Linked DNA regions of Sus scrofa: region 2 is linked to region 1. The links are chromatin contacts, called in public HiChIP or PLAC-seq maps. All regions are on one chromosome and are shown on one strand. The core of a region is the stretch at or near the end of the contact, and the rest is flanking DNA. Distances in the headings are between cores, read along the strand shown.

What was found. HiChIP or PLAC-seq counts read pairs in DNA pulled down with a chosen protein or histone mark.
Region 2: a contact with region 1 is called in an H3K27ac HiChIP or PLAC-seq map of skeletal muscle. The contact joins the enhancer-like site here to the promoter of NR4A2 in region 1. A contact is called at or near these places in 4 of 47 Hi-C or Micro-C datasets (embryonic fibroblasts, fetal heart ventricle, heart right ventricle and 1 more) and 2 of 2 datasets of contacts at active chromatin or transcription factors (alveolar macrophages and skeletal muscle).

What each region holds. Positions count from the first base shown.
Region 1 is chr15:63,489,770-63,496,768 of Sscrofa11.1, forward strand. NR4A2 (nuclear receptor subfamily 4 group A member 2) reads right to left here and starts at 3,534. Exons shown (of 7, transcript NM_001190276.1): 1 at 3,477-3,534; 2 at 2,126-2,991; 3 at 1,219-1,348; 4 at 662-825. The coding sequence starts at 2,989.
Region 2 is chr15:63,702,405-63,709,403 of Sscrofa11.1, forward strand. The region is part of intron 9 of GPD2 (glycerol-3-phosphate dehydrogenase, mitochondrial); the gene reads left to right. Among named protein-coding and RNA genes, the nearest start is that of GPD2, 110 kb to the left of the region's middle. Within about 2 kb of position 3,012, at least 7 of the 83 cell types and tissues checked have an H3K27ac peak or open chromatin away from gene starts, as enhancers often do. A contact at or near this core is called in skeletal muscle, where this site is marked.

The DNA of each region.
Region 1 (6,999 bases), core at 2,284-4,783:
CCAACCAGCCCTGGGAAACATTCACTCTTATCTCCACAAAACAATTGACACGTTAGTATTCATGCCAATCCCAGAGTGGGTCTTGAGCAGAGACGCCCTTTGCAAATCTTAATAAAATTGCAGTGGCTTCTAGGTTTGCTTGACATACTTCCTCCAATTAAAGCCCGCACATTTCTCACAGCTGGGGTAAAAGAGAATCTGACCACTTGATCCCCCACCCACTGCTATTGCTTATACCCTCTCTTCCCCTCCCCCGACCCCCAAGCAGGCATCCCTCACCCTGATGGCGCCTGAGTGGATGGGGATTAAAGCATCTCTATGGAGGATTGGGGGTAGTCCCCAAGTGGGGGCATTTGGCACAGCCTTCGGTTTGGGCATCAGAGGCGTTAGGGTATGAGTATGTATATGTCCACGGTGGTACTGGGAAGGGGCCTCACAGAGGTTTGACCACTGTGGCCTGGCCTCTCTTCCTGCCTCCACCCTGTCCTCAGGTCTCCACTCCCAGCCTCATTCTGTCTTACTCAGGCCCTGCCCAGAGCTGTGAAGCCACAGTCTTGCCTGCCTCCCTTATCCCTTGGGTCTGGGGGTTAGTGATGGGTATGGGGAAGGGGTCCTGCCCATCTGTTGGTTTGTCCGCAAGATAGCCCCACCAGCTTCTTACCCTGGAATAGTCCAGGCTGGTCATAGCCGGGTTGGAGTCGACATGGGCCCTGACGAGGGCACTGATCAGACTCACCGGGGGCGAGGGGGGAGAGGGCTCCTGTGGGCTCTTCGGTTTCGAGGGTAAACGACCTCTCCGGCCTTTTAAACTGTCCGTTCGAACCACTGCAAAGGAATAGCCGGGTGAGCTCCGCTTCCCCAAACGGTACCCAGCTGCCTCCTGGATCCCTCCGGGGGGAAAGACTGCGGCCTCAGGCGCACCGGCCGGGCGGCAAAGGGTCCCACTGCTTGTAACATCTTTACTGATGAGAAGCATAAAAAATGCAGGGTTGTTTTATATCCTCTTCCAAATGGGTCGTATAGTTAAAGTCAAGAAGGGCCTGGCGGCTTTCTCTAGGGCAGGATGGGCAAGCAGGCAGCCCGGTCTTAGAGGCCAGAAGCGAGTGGGGTTTCTCTCACCCGCCTCGGCTCTGGGAAGAGGAAAGTGGGGTTGGGGTAGGAGCAGCAGTTGCCCTAGGGAGCAGACTGGGGGGGGGGGGTGCCGCTTGCCCAACCTACCTTCTTTGACCATCCCAACAGCCAGGCACTTCTGAAATCGGCAGTACTGACAACGATTCCGGCGCCGCTTGTCCACTGGGCAGTTTTTATTTGCTAGACACACGTATTTCGCGTTTTTTTGCACCGTGCGCTGCAAAGGGAGACAATAGAGGCCGAAACAATTTATTTTGAAAATCCAACAATCAAGGGAATCCAGACACAGAACCGCCATGATCCACACACACACTCCCCACAAACAAACACATACACAACTCCTTTTTAATTTTTGTCCTTTTCCTTGTCTTTCTCTTCTTTTTCCTCCCCCAGGGCATTTAACAGAAGAAAATTGATAGCGTTAACATTTGAGCTAACCTTGCCGCTCCTTGCTGTGTTTTATATGCCAAGAGAAAGAGAAGGAGACGCTCAGTAAATACAAATCCGTGGGCATTCATATTATTTACATTCCTTAGAGACCTTCTCTATTTAAAATGATAAGATTATTCAATCAGGATGGCGAAATAAAGAGATCACTTAATTTGACCATAGGGAATTCTGTTCCACTTGGTTAGCTCAGACACGGTTCTCTGTCCTAACCAATTTCAATCTGAACAGAGAAGACAGCTCCTAGCACATGCAAATGACCCTCTTCCAACTCAGCTACAGCAACTTCGGGCGGGGGCCTGCTGGGTCGGCTGCTTTCCGGGGATGAGACCTCGGGTCTTCCCGTCTTCCCAGTCCCCTTTCTCAGGCACCCAGAAGCCCCCGCAGCAGCCCAGGGTCGCCTGCAGGGCAGCCTCCACGGACCCCGGGAGTCGGAAGGTCAGAGATCAGCTGGGGCCAGACGCCTGCACCCCGGCGGAGAGTACTCTCTGAGGCTCTGGGCACTAGGGGGCCCCTACCTGTCTCCTCAGTCCCGGTTCTGGCTCACCTTAAAGAACCCTTTGCAACCCTCACAGGTGCGCACGCCGTAGTGCTGGCAGGCCGCGTTGTCCCCGCACACGGCGCACAGCCCCTCATTGGAGGGGGAGCCCCGCGACGGTGGCGAGGGCACCTGCGTGTCGAGCAGCTGCGACGCGTGGCTGATCTGCAGGCCGGGGAAGCCCATGGACGCGGGCTTTCGGATGGGGTTGGGCACAGCGAACGTCTGCCCGTCCACCACGTGGTGGCTGCCCGCCGGCTCTGGGTTCATGGGAACGTGCAGGGGCCCGTCGAAGCGCATCTGGCAGCTAGACACGGGGGTGCCGGGGGGCGACTGCTTAAAGGAGAAGAGGGAGAGGCGGGAGACCGGCGTTTTCCTCTGCTCGATCATGTGCGTGGTGGCCACGTAGTTCTGGTGGAAGTTGTGGAGCGAGCCTGGGTCGTCCCACATGGGGCTGTGCTGCACCTGGAAGCCCGGGGTGGTGGGCGTCGGGGGCGAGGAGGGCTTGTAGTAAACCGACCCGGAGTGCGGCATCATCTCCTCGGACTGGGGGGGCAGGTGGCTGTGTTGCTGGTAGTTGTGCATCTGAATGTCTTCTACCTTAATGGAGGACTGCTGTCCGGACAGGGGCATTTGGTACAAGCAAGGTGGCTTGACGTCGTAGCCTGTGCTGTAGTTGTCCATAAAGGTACTGAAGCTGGGGAGAGAAGTGGTGGCAGTGATTTCAGTGTTGGTGAGGTCCATGCTAAACTTGACAAACTCTGGAGTTAAGAAATCGGAGCTGTATTCTCCCGAAGAGTGGTAACTGTAGCTCTGAGAAGCGGGGCTGGCTCCTTGAGGCGAGGACCCATACTGCGCCTGAACACAAGGCATGGCTGGAAATGAAACAGGGTAATATACACTCAGCCTGGTCAACTGAACACTTTCTCCCGGGCTCGGGTACACCTGGAGCTACACCGGCAGCCCGCGGCGGTCGGAGAGCGCGTAGGGGCGCGAGAGGAAGGGCAGAGAGCGCGAAGACTGCGGAGCAAAACAGTACAGGGCAAGGAAAGGCTGATCCAGTCAAAAGCTAGAATTAGAAAACTACTAGGGTCTCCATTCCCAGATATTTCCAACGCTTCCCCCTTCACCCCTTCTTCCGAGCAACCCTGCTCCAAGGAGCCTTTCCTCTGAAGCTCGAGTTCAGCAAGCCCAATCTAGAAATCAAGTTGAATTGCACAATGAGAAACTTGTTCCTGAAGGCGATGGGTTGGGAAAAAACTTAAGTTACAGGGTTTGCTGAGAAAGATCGCATTGCCCTGTTTCTGGACGTTTAAGGAACTCGGGGGAGGAAAGGGGGAAAAAATAATATTGCACTAACCTTCAGCCGAGTTACAGGCGTTTTCGAGAAAATTAAAGGTGGACAGTGTCGTAATTCAATGAAGGACAAAGTTTCCAAGATCTTTAGAAAAGCAGTGGAGAGCCCAGCCTGTTGGATCTCCTCCCTGAAATAAAGACACAGGAAGCCTCAGGGTGACTTTCCCTGACAGATTTGGCTGTTGGCTGGGCATCTGTATCACTAAGCAGGCCCTTCTAAGCCCTTCTTGACTGTTTAATTGGAAATCAGTGTGTAGCCTTTACCAAACTTAGCAGTTAATATGAATGTGCAAAAGAGATGGCTGGAAACAACAGAAAAATTCAGCCATTGACTCAAATCCTTCTGAGAGAGAGAGTTCTGAAGGAGGAAAGGAATTCCATGTGCTTATTTAATACTTATGTTGAAATAAATTGGCCCTTTTTCTAGGGTGGGGGGGTGGGAAGGGAGTGTCATTTCCATTTTAGTTTAATTCGGAACTAAGAAGAAACTAGGGTTTAATTAAAGTATACCATTGGAACCTTCTCTTAACCCCCCCCCCCATGGGTGAAATTGGCTTCTTTTTTAAGGCGGGGGGAGAAAGTAGAAGTCAAGAATATAAAATGTGAAAACAATCTCTCCCTCCACCCCTAGGAGTTACAAAATGTTAGCAAGGCCTGGGTAGCCCTGAAGGCAATCTGAATGGAAACATCTGGATTTCCTAAGAGCTTTTGACAGAGTACTAGGTTTGGGGATACAGGTGAATTGGCACTCACTTTTCCAGGAAGTTGGTCTTTCATCTTAAACTGCCAAGGAATGGAAAGAAGGGGCCCTATTTTTCCAGGAGCATCTTAGGTCAGTTGTAGAGAGAGAGAAATAACTACTTATCCAAAATTGGCACCAGTGTTAGAAGTACCTCTCCACATAGCAAGCTGAGCACCTTCCCTATCCAGCCTTCCACAGTCTTGCTGGAACAAGGCATTCTTGTGTTCTAGTAATTTTCAGACGTTCCCACTTAGAAGGCATTCTAGAGCATAGATAATTTTATTACTAATAAAAAAGAAAGCCAAACACCCAATCCTTCTGTTCTCCTTGCTCACATCCCTTCATAATCTTGCTTCATGGGGGAGGGAGGATAATCAGAAAAAGTAGAAAGAAAGGAGACTCTTGACCCTCATAGCACTTGACAGATATGACTGGCTGGAATATTAACCCTCTGGTAACTTCGCAGCTTCAGAGCTGTACTCTTTAAATATTCTGTCTGTCTCTGTCTCTGACAAATTCACATACCATACGCAAGCGCAGCATAGATTAAAACCAGAAATTTCAAGCAACTTAGTAACAGGTCACTCTACCAACTGCCCCCCCATTACCCAATAATACCCAGGAAACCTGGGCACGCTGGCCAGCCGCGGTGACACAGTTCCCAAGCAACACATAAACTGAAGAACTTACTCCCTGTTACTTTGTATGCAGCGTCCAGGCCTCCCGTAAACACAGAACTTGGAGTCTACGTGTTCAAAGACCATAATCAAATCTGCACTAAGAGCAAACTTTATGCACATTTCCGCGGCAAGTCCGCAACTCCCCAAACTATGCAAGCCTCCCTTCCACTTCCACCAATGAGGAGCCTGGAAGCCTCTGCTGAGTGGCAAAGCTGAGTTCCGACAAATGTCCTCTGTAGCTGCGCACACCTACTCCCAGCGCTCCGGCCCCACTCGCGTTCCGCGCTTCTAGCGCCCACTTCCAAGAGAACCTGCGCCATACAAACGGATGGAAGAGACACGCAAAAGGAGAAGGAAGGCTAAAGAACGCCAGCCGTATGGGCTGCACCTACTCACTTAGGAGTTCCCCGCGTCTCTCTTCATTCATTCAACTCAGCCGAAGTGTAGTTCCCTCTGAAGTCGGGGCGTCAGGGTCAGGGAGGGGTGGGCGATAGGGGCGATGGGAGCTGCGACGCCGAGAGCAGGGAGGGAGCAGGGGAAAGCGGCCGGCTGGGCAGGCGAACGGGACCGCGGAGCAGAGCGCGAGCCACCGGGCGGACTGGCCCTGGCCGCCAATGTGCCTTTGTTTATGTGGCTCGCGCTGCCGCTGCCAACATTCACCTAAAGTCTCCGCGCGTCAGCGCGCGTCAGCGGCCCGCCGCCCAATCGCCGCGCCGCCGCGCTCCCCAGACTCCTGGCCGGCGCTCGCTTTGGTATATTTCCGACCTGACGTCACGAGCAGGGCAGATTTTAAGGTGGGAACCGTTCAGGGTTCACCTTGGTAGCCAGCTAGGTTTTTTTTTTTTTTTTTTTTTTTCTTTTTCCGAAAGAGGTGTGACCTCTCCACTCAAGTCAGCGCAGCCCGCAGCGCCTCGACATCTCACCTCACCTCCCCCCCTCAACCCCCGCGCCACTGCTGCTGCTCGGCCGCTCACACGTGGGGGAGGGTGCAACAAAAGCCTGGGCGGAAGGGAACCCAGACATGGGCCAGGTAGCCCGCACCTGGAATCGCACGAGATGGGGTGTGCCTGGCGGCGCCGTAACCTCACCCACCCACAATTGTCACAATTGTTAACGGAAGCGAATACAGATGTCCCATGACAAGAGATGTTCAGAGGGCTGAGGCACTTGGGATGGGATTTCCCTAGCCCAGTGCATCCTCCTTTTCTCTTTTTCCTGTCCCTGGCCTTACTCCTCTGGTGTGTGTGTGTGTGTGTGTGTGTGTGTGTGTGTGTGTGTGTGTGTTCTCCCCCTCCCTCCGTCTCTCCCTCCCTCCCATATTCTCTCTCTCCCTCTCTCATACACGCACACACACACCCCAAAGTGGAGAAGAGTGAGTAGGACCCATTTTCTGTGTTCCCTTCTTTCCCTGAAGTGCTCACGTGCGAGGGAGGACAGAGTGCCTGGGGAGAGGAGAGGAGAGCTGGGGGTAGACAGTGAACTAGCCCTACGGGGACCCCAAAAGTCAAAGTTAGGCGTCGCCCACTTTCCTCTTGCAGATAATGCAGCTGAGCCGCGGGCAACAGGTGTGCCTTCTGCAGAAAGGTGCTCCAGTCTCACCTTTTACCAACTCTCATACTCTGATACTCCTGGGTGCCTATCAACTCATACCATTCCACAAGTTTTAGGGAAATAAATCGACCCTCCTCTGCAGCACAAGGGCTTTCGCAGTCTCAATCTGAGAGCCAAGAGGTAAAGACTAAACGTGGGGATGTGAGGGCTTCATCTCAGCAAAGCGTTCGTACTCTGAATCCAGCCCTCCCAGGAGAGGGGCCCGGCGAGTGTGAGGAGCTCGCCGCACCCCCGCGGCTGCCCCAGGCACCGCAGATTCAGCTTGGGAAATCAATCCACCCTCCACGCTGAGGGCACAAGAAGCTTTCTAGCAAAGAAACCCCGCTTCTCCCGGGAGCGAACCCCCTTCCTGTCTCTGGGCCGGAGCTGGGCGGGCCTCGGAGCTTCTCTGGAGAGACTGGGGGAGGCACCGGGGCAGGGAGGGTTCGGAAGCGCCCCCTTTTGGCCCCTGGAGACTTCCAACCGCCCCTCCCCGCTCGGCGTGGCTAGCTTCC
Region 2 (6,999 bases), core at 1,762-4,261, 210 kb after region 1:
TTTTGTAGCCCCCTAGAACACTGGTCTAGTATATCACAATGTTATATTATAGGTGACAGTCTAAGATATATTCTCACCTGGAGCTTCTTAGGGGTAAGAATTCTTTATTTGTCCTCAAAGCTTGTTATATAGCGAGTATGCCACTCATGGTTGTTTTAAAATTAGTAATAAGTGCTTTCAGGGTTTTTGATGCTGGTAGCAATTTGAAAATCTTTCTATATTAAGGTAGGCAGTTTATGATTTTCTGAAAAACAGTCTTCATCTGTTTATATCAGTATCTCCTATAATATTGGCTCCTTGGAGGACCTGCAAAAACACAGTTTTCAGCTTGATGAGATTCACTAGCATCCTTTTTCCCTAAAGAATTTTTTTTAATCATGTGATCACACATTTAGAAACAAATAAAACAGACTGATTTAAAAATGTTTTCAGAGAATCTCCTATTTAATAAATCGATCCATATTGTATAAAGTTAGCTTCTTCCAATTTCAAGTAATGGATATAATTTCATTTTGGATAAAGTGGATAAATTTATAGTCTTTCACACACACATTCACAGTTTTTTAGGAAATGGTCATGCCCTGTTTAATATCCATATTTAAAGACTTAAAATGCATTGCAGTTTTAGCTTGATACTTTTTTCCCCCTTTACAGTCTATGAAGAGCTTCATCTGGGTATGATGGTATTTTAATGTATTATTGTTAATGAATTATTAATGAATCTTGCTTCATTTCACATTTATCTGGGTATAATATTTGTTACAAGTGGGTTTATATTGGGGCCCAAAGGGCAGGGAGTTTAGATTTTTAGAGCAGGAAATAAAATTAATTCAAGAGCAGAGAACTGTAGTTGACAATTTCCAAATCTCTCTCTCTCTCTTTTTTTTTGCTTTTTAGGGCTGCGCTTTCAGCATATGGAAGTTCCCAGGCTAGGGGTTGAATCAGAGCTGCAGCTGCCAGCCTATGCCACAGCCACAGCAACACGGGATCTAAGCCAAGTCTGCAACCTACACCAAAGCTCATGGCAACAAGGGATCCTTAACCCACTGAGTGAGGCCGGGGATGGAACCCTCATCCTCATGGATACTAGTTGGATTCTTTTCCACTGAGCCACAGTGGAAATTCCAGTTTCCAAATTCTTAAAGTTCGAATGCACTAATAAGAAATCCAACCATTCATATGCCGTGCTGAGAGGCTGGATGTGCTAGAAGCAGGTCTAGGTTCCAAAAGGCCGTGGTGCCCATGTCCTGGATGGGGATTTCCTCCAGTGAAATGCACCTTGGGCTGGAACAGAGATAGAGCCTGTACCTCCCACTTTTATTCTGCATATTAATAAATGGAAGACTTAGCAATACCTGTTGGGATCTGCTTGGTCTATAGAGGTCTTTTCAGTTAACATACCTTTTAGTAGTCAGGTTAATTGGTGAAACTAACAAAAAGTTTTTGTCAATTTTGAGTTTTGGTAAAAGTAGATTAGAATTAATATCTGAACACTGTAACTCAGTCCTTTCCTCTGGTGGTCTTGGGAGTTTTGAAATTAAGAATTCTTCAGATAGCAAAATATCCAGGGTAAAAGCAGAGGTGACAGCTCTTTTATGTACTTCATTTATCCCCTGAGCTCACCATCTATCATACTTTTCCAACTTAGATTATCCTTTTAAAAACAATCAGCAGTGATCCTTTATGATTTCATTCCTACTACTATTGGACCAAAGGCCTCAGAGTAGATGAGGAATTACCCTCAGTCTTGGTAGAGTGCTAATTAGTGAAAGTGTGTCTATATCTAAAGTGAAAAACTCAAATTCCCATTTTTCCAAGTGAAACCCGATATTCCCTTCTATACTGGTAGATTTTTGACTTTGTGCTGTTGCTATACATATTTTAATCTTTCCATTTGTCTGCAGCATGTAATACATGCTTTATTTTTTTAAAATCAACTTACTGAGCACTTTTTATGCTAGACACTCTGCTAAGCATATTGCTTGTATTATCTCTTCGATTCCTCCTAACAACCTTATTCTGTTTATTTTTTAATTCCCATTTTATAGATAAAGATACTGAGGCTCAATGACTGTTTTTTTGCCCATAGCTCATTTGTGTTGGAGCGATGATGTTGAGTACATTTCAGTTGAGCTCTAAAAATACTTTTGCTTCTAAACACTGTGCAGTGTTCCAACTGATAATTGAGTTTATTGCATGATGTGATATTATATCCACTAGGGGATTGGACTAAGTCTCTCAATTCATTTCATGGAAGCTGCTTGACACCTTCAGAATGATAGCTCTCAACTGGCCTTATTTGGATTTGAATGTTAAAGTAGAGGAGGTTTCATTTTTCATAACTAATCCCTTGGGCCAAGTAGTGTCTTCTACAGATTTTAAAAAGAAAAACTTTGTGTAGATCCTAGAGCAATACTATTGAAATGTTTTGTATTCACAAGGGTTGAAATCATCATTTAAAGAAGGATTTATTAAATGGATGAATAAGTAAAATTCTGACAACAGTTTCTGAGCCTCCCCAAATGGCTATATCCTTAAGAAGAAAAAAAAAAAGTGTCAAATCTTAACACTCCATGCTGTTCGCAGCAGCTGCCACACTTCTGCAAAATGCGTCAGAACAATTCTGAAAAGCATTTTGCCTGTTGGGAATAAGACCATGTCTTCTTTCACGATTTAGAGAGCTTTCCATTCACAGGCTGAATTTTCTAGATTACTTGTTTGTTCTTTTCTGAAATGGGTAATTGATAGTTGTGCAGGGTGTATTGGGTTAGGAAGAAAAATGATCTTTTGGAAAATGTATCATTAAGTCTGCTGTGTAGAGGTTAATCAGAAGGATGCAGTGGCGAAACTAAGCTGTGACTTAAAGGGATTGAGGGAGACAGAAGATTTGTGGAGTGCTTTATCCATGTAGTTTTTCTGGAGTGCTTCTCTAGGCAGCTTCTCTAGTTGTACACAGGTTTTCACATATGCAATTAGTAGTGTTTATAGATTGCCTGTTATTCAATTAACAACTGAGCTGGCCATATCAACTCACTGCAGACCTGCCTTTTCACTGCCAGAGATTGTACCAGGGTTATCAACTTACACAGGCTTGGATGTCTTCCAGCTGTTTAATTATAGTGTCACGCGCTTTGCTTTTTCTAGTTTCATTAGTTTATAAATGTAATATGGTATCTTATTTCTGTGATTAACACTTCATTTCCACAGGTTAAACATGCTGGTAGTGAAGTATTGATTTCTGACACTGTTTTCCCCTGTGTTCATTTAGATATTTTCACATGCTTTTTATTGATTTTTTGAAAGTGGCAAACATGAGAAAGAACACCCCAAAACGTATGGCTGAATAACTGATGTGAAGCAAAACCGCACGTTTGGCCCCTAATTGTTACTTCCTGTGGGCTGCATTTCCTATTAACTCTTAAAATCAACACTCACCTTGCCAAGTTTTTAAGAACAAAAAAATATTAATTATAATTTGAAACAGTTATACCACATTTAGTCTTTTCAACAATCTGTGAAAAATTGATCTTGAACTTTACTATTTATATTTTATTCCTTATATATTATATATACTAAAACTTGAATGAGTTATTTATCAGGGTTATAATAAAAATAAATTCTTAAACATGATGATAGAAGGACTATTGTGTTTCTTCACTATCCTTCTGAAAATACTAAGAAGAACTTTAATACACTCTGGAGGTACTCATGGTTTTTTTGACAACTGGCACTTGAAAAATCAACTGGATGCTATCTGGGTGAGCCTCTCTATTAAGTGATGAGAATTGTTGTCACCTTCAACAGTTGCATTGTCCATTTGTTTAAATATATGGTCATTAGAAACCTAAAGTCAGAGGCCAAACTATTATTGCTTTTGATTTTGGGGGGACCACACCACAGACACAGCAATGCCAGATCTGAGCCACATCTGCCACCGATAGCTTAGCTCATGGCAACGGCAGATCCTTAACCCATTGAGCCGTGACGGGAACTCCTGCTTTTGACTTTGTAATGTCAGCTCTTGTTTGATATAAAAAGTTCAGAGAAGTTTAATATGCCACTTAATATTTTTGATCACTATAAACGACCCCCTCCTTGATGGAGTATTTGAGGTATTGAGAAATATTAGAATTAACATTGCTGAAGACTTTCAGCATGGTGAGGAAGATTCAACAGTAATGGAATCTTGTTTGGCTATCCTGACAGTGTGAGGACCAGAAAAATCAAGATGAATCTTTGAGCTCTGAAGCAGAAAGGCCTCAAGTTGAGGTATTTTCTTCACATATTATACCATGGAGAGTTAGTTAAAGTAGGTGATGTTCATTATCCACTCGTGGCTACAACCTGAATGATAGAACCAATTTCTAGGTAGGAACTTGAGGATAGGAGTACTTAATTTGGTAAAAATATTCTCATTTCTTTGGACTCATGATATTAGTAGGAGAGGAGGCTACTTTCAAATGATAAATATGGAACATGTTATGACAGTCAAGTGTTTGGGGAAGGGAAGCATACTATTATAGCAGATTACATAGTTATGAACAAAGAAAGTACCATCAAATTTCACTGAAAAGATGCTCCATCAGAGACGTGGGCAAGGTGGTCAGGGTGCAGGTAACCCAACTTGATGACCTACCAGGACAAGTCAGATTTTCTACTTGGCAGTTTTACTCTAGAGCTGCCTTATGCAATGTCATAGCCTGTATGTGTGTATATCATGTGGCTATTTAAATTTATATTGGGAGTTCCTGTGGTAACACAGTAGAAATAATCCGACTAGTATCCATGAGGATGCAGGTTCGATCTCTGGCCTCACTCATTGGGTTAAGGATCCAGCGTTGTTGTGAGCTATGGTGTAGATTGCAGATGTGGCTCAGATCTCACATTGCTGTGGCTGTGGTATAGGCCATTGACTGCAATTCCAATTGGACTCCTAGCCTGGGAACTTCCATATGCCACTGGTGTAGCCCTTAAAAGCAAAGCAAAAAAAAAAAAAAAAAAAGTTAAAAGTAAATAAAATTTGAAAGTGAGTTTCTCAGTCACGCGAACCACATTTCAAGTGCTTAACAACCTCCTGCAGCTAGTGGCTAGTGCATTGGACAGTGAAGGGACAGAACATGTCCATCACTGCAAAAAGGTATATGGAATGGTGCTGCTCTACAGGCGCTAGAGTTACTTCTATAGACGCTTAGAGAAGGAAATTTATTAGAGTCATTGAGTTGGTGGGGGTTTTTTGTTGTTGTTATTGTAAAAGGAAGGAATGTGGTATGTTGTAAAAGATCTCCAGGTACAAGAAGGCTCATGAGTTGATTAATTTAGTGACTGAGCAGTGGCTAAGGCCCATAGCCCTTATTTCTCTTCACTCCACCACCCGCCTGGTTGGCTGTATCTATCTTATGGTTTTCTTCCATGGTGACAATGTGGCATGGCAGTTCCTGGCAATATTGGAAGTTTCTCTCTGCTGTCTGTCCACTGCTTTTGACTCTCTTTCTAAAGAGAACTTTAATTAGAGTCTGTTTAACAGTGCACAAGGGTTTCCACTGTGGGTGAATAAGTAATGAGAGAAACCTGTTAGGTTCCTTGCCATCTCTTCTACAAGAGGTGAGAATTCATGTCTCATGTGTTTAGCTATGCTGTGCCCTGTGGGCCTAGATTATACCCATAGCCTGGACTGTTAGTTCTTAATTTGGATGGTAGAGAGTTACAACTGCTTTATTTTTTAGCAGCAATTTGTGGCATTTTGAATAATAAAAATCATTAGATCTCAAGGTTGGGAGAAAACTGATAGATGATAGATAACACAATCCAACCACACTCTGGTCTAATAATATAAATATGCTGCAGGCCTAAAGCCTGATTTATAGTTAAATGTGACTTAAAATTTGATTATCCTTAAATGTATCTTTTAAAATAAATATAATCCCAACGTTCATCTCATAATTCTCAGGCTAAAAAGCTGAATGCTAAGATATACATTAAAATAAATGAAGCTTCCTGACACATTATGAACTCTTCCCTAGCAGTATTTTCTTTTCATTTTTTTGAGCATCAGTTGCAAGAGTAAGAACTAGAAATGGTCTCCATATACATAATGTTTTATTTAGTTTTCCTCCATGAATGAAAAACTCAAATGTTTTAGTTTGGTCTTTTTGTTTCAGACAATAGGCTTTCATGGATGTATTTTTCTGCCTGTTATACCAGAAAAGGTAAAGCATTTGCCACACAGATTATTTGTATGTGCTTTAAATTTACTCTAGAAAGTCTAACTTTCCATCAGATAATTTTAAAATCAGTCAGGAGGCTGTAAGAATGGAAACCAAATTCCTGATCAGCGTGGCCATCTAAGGAATTTCAGAGACACTACAGACTCTGCAGTGACCACAGTGACGTTCTAAGTGGTCAGCTAAGTTTTATTTTTGACTCAGAGGGCAATTTGAACTCTAATGGAAAATAGTGGTAATTTCCTAGTTAAGCTTTTTGTAAAGATTAAAATATTGCATGATTTGTGTTGAGGTTTTACAAGACTTTTGTGGAATTGTGTGGAGCAAGAATTCACCCCCATTCCATGGAAGCCACCAGGATTAAATCTATTGAAGAGGATGCTCCCGCCAGAGGGAAGGTCTAGGGCTGGAATCCCAGCATTAAGACAGCCTCGTGGTCTCCACTAAGCGAGACTGGGAGGCTTGGGCTTTCCTCACCAGTTTATGAGGTTTATTCTTCCTTTGTTTCAGATGCCGTGTTTGGATATTGGTTTGATTAAAAACCCCATAAAAGTGTGGGGGTACCTCTTCTTTCAGATTATAGTCATGTTAAGAGTGTGGCCTTTAAGGAACTATGCTAAAATATGTCAGATTGTCAGATTACCTTAGTTGACTTTCTCTTTACAGAAATCTGTTTTTCATTTGAGATCAAGATGGAGAGATTTTCATCCAGTATAACTTGTTTTAGGATTTTAGGATCTTTCCCTATACTTAGGAATTTTTGTTTGTTTGTTTGTTT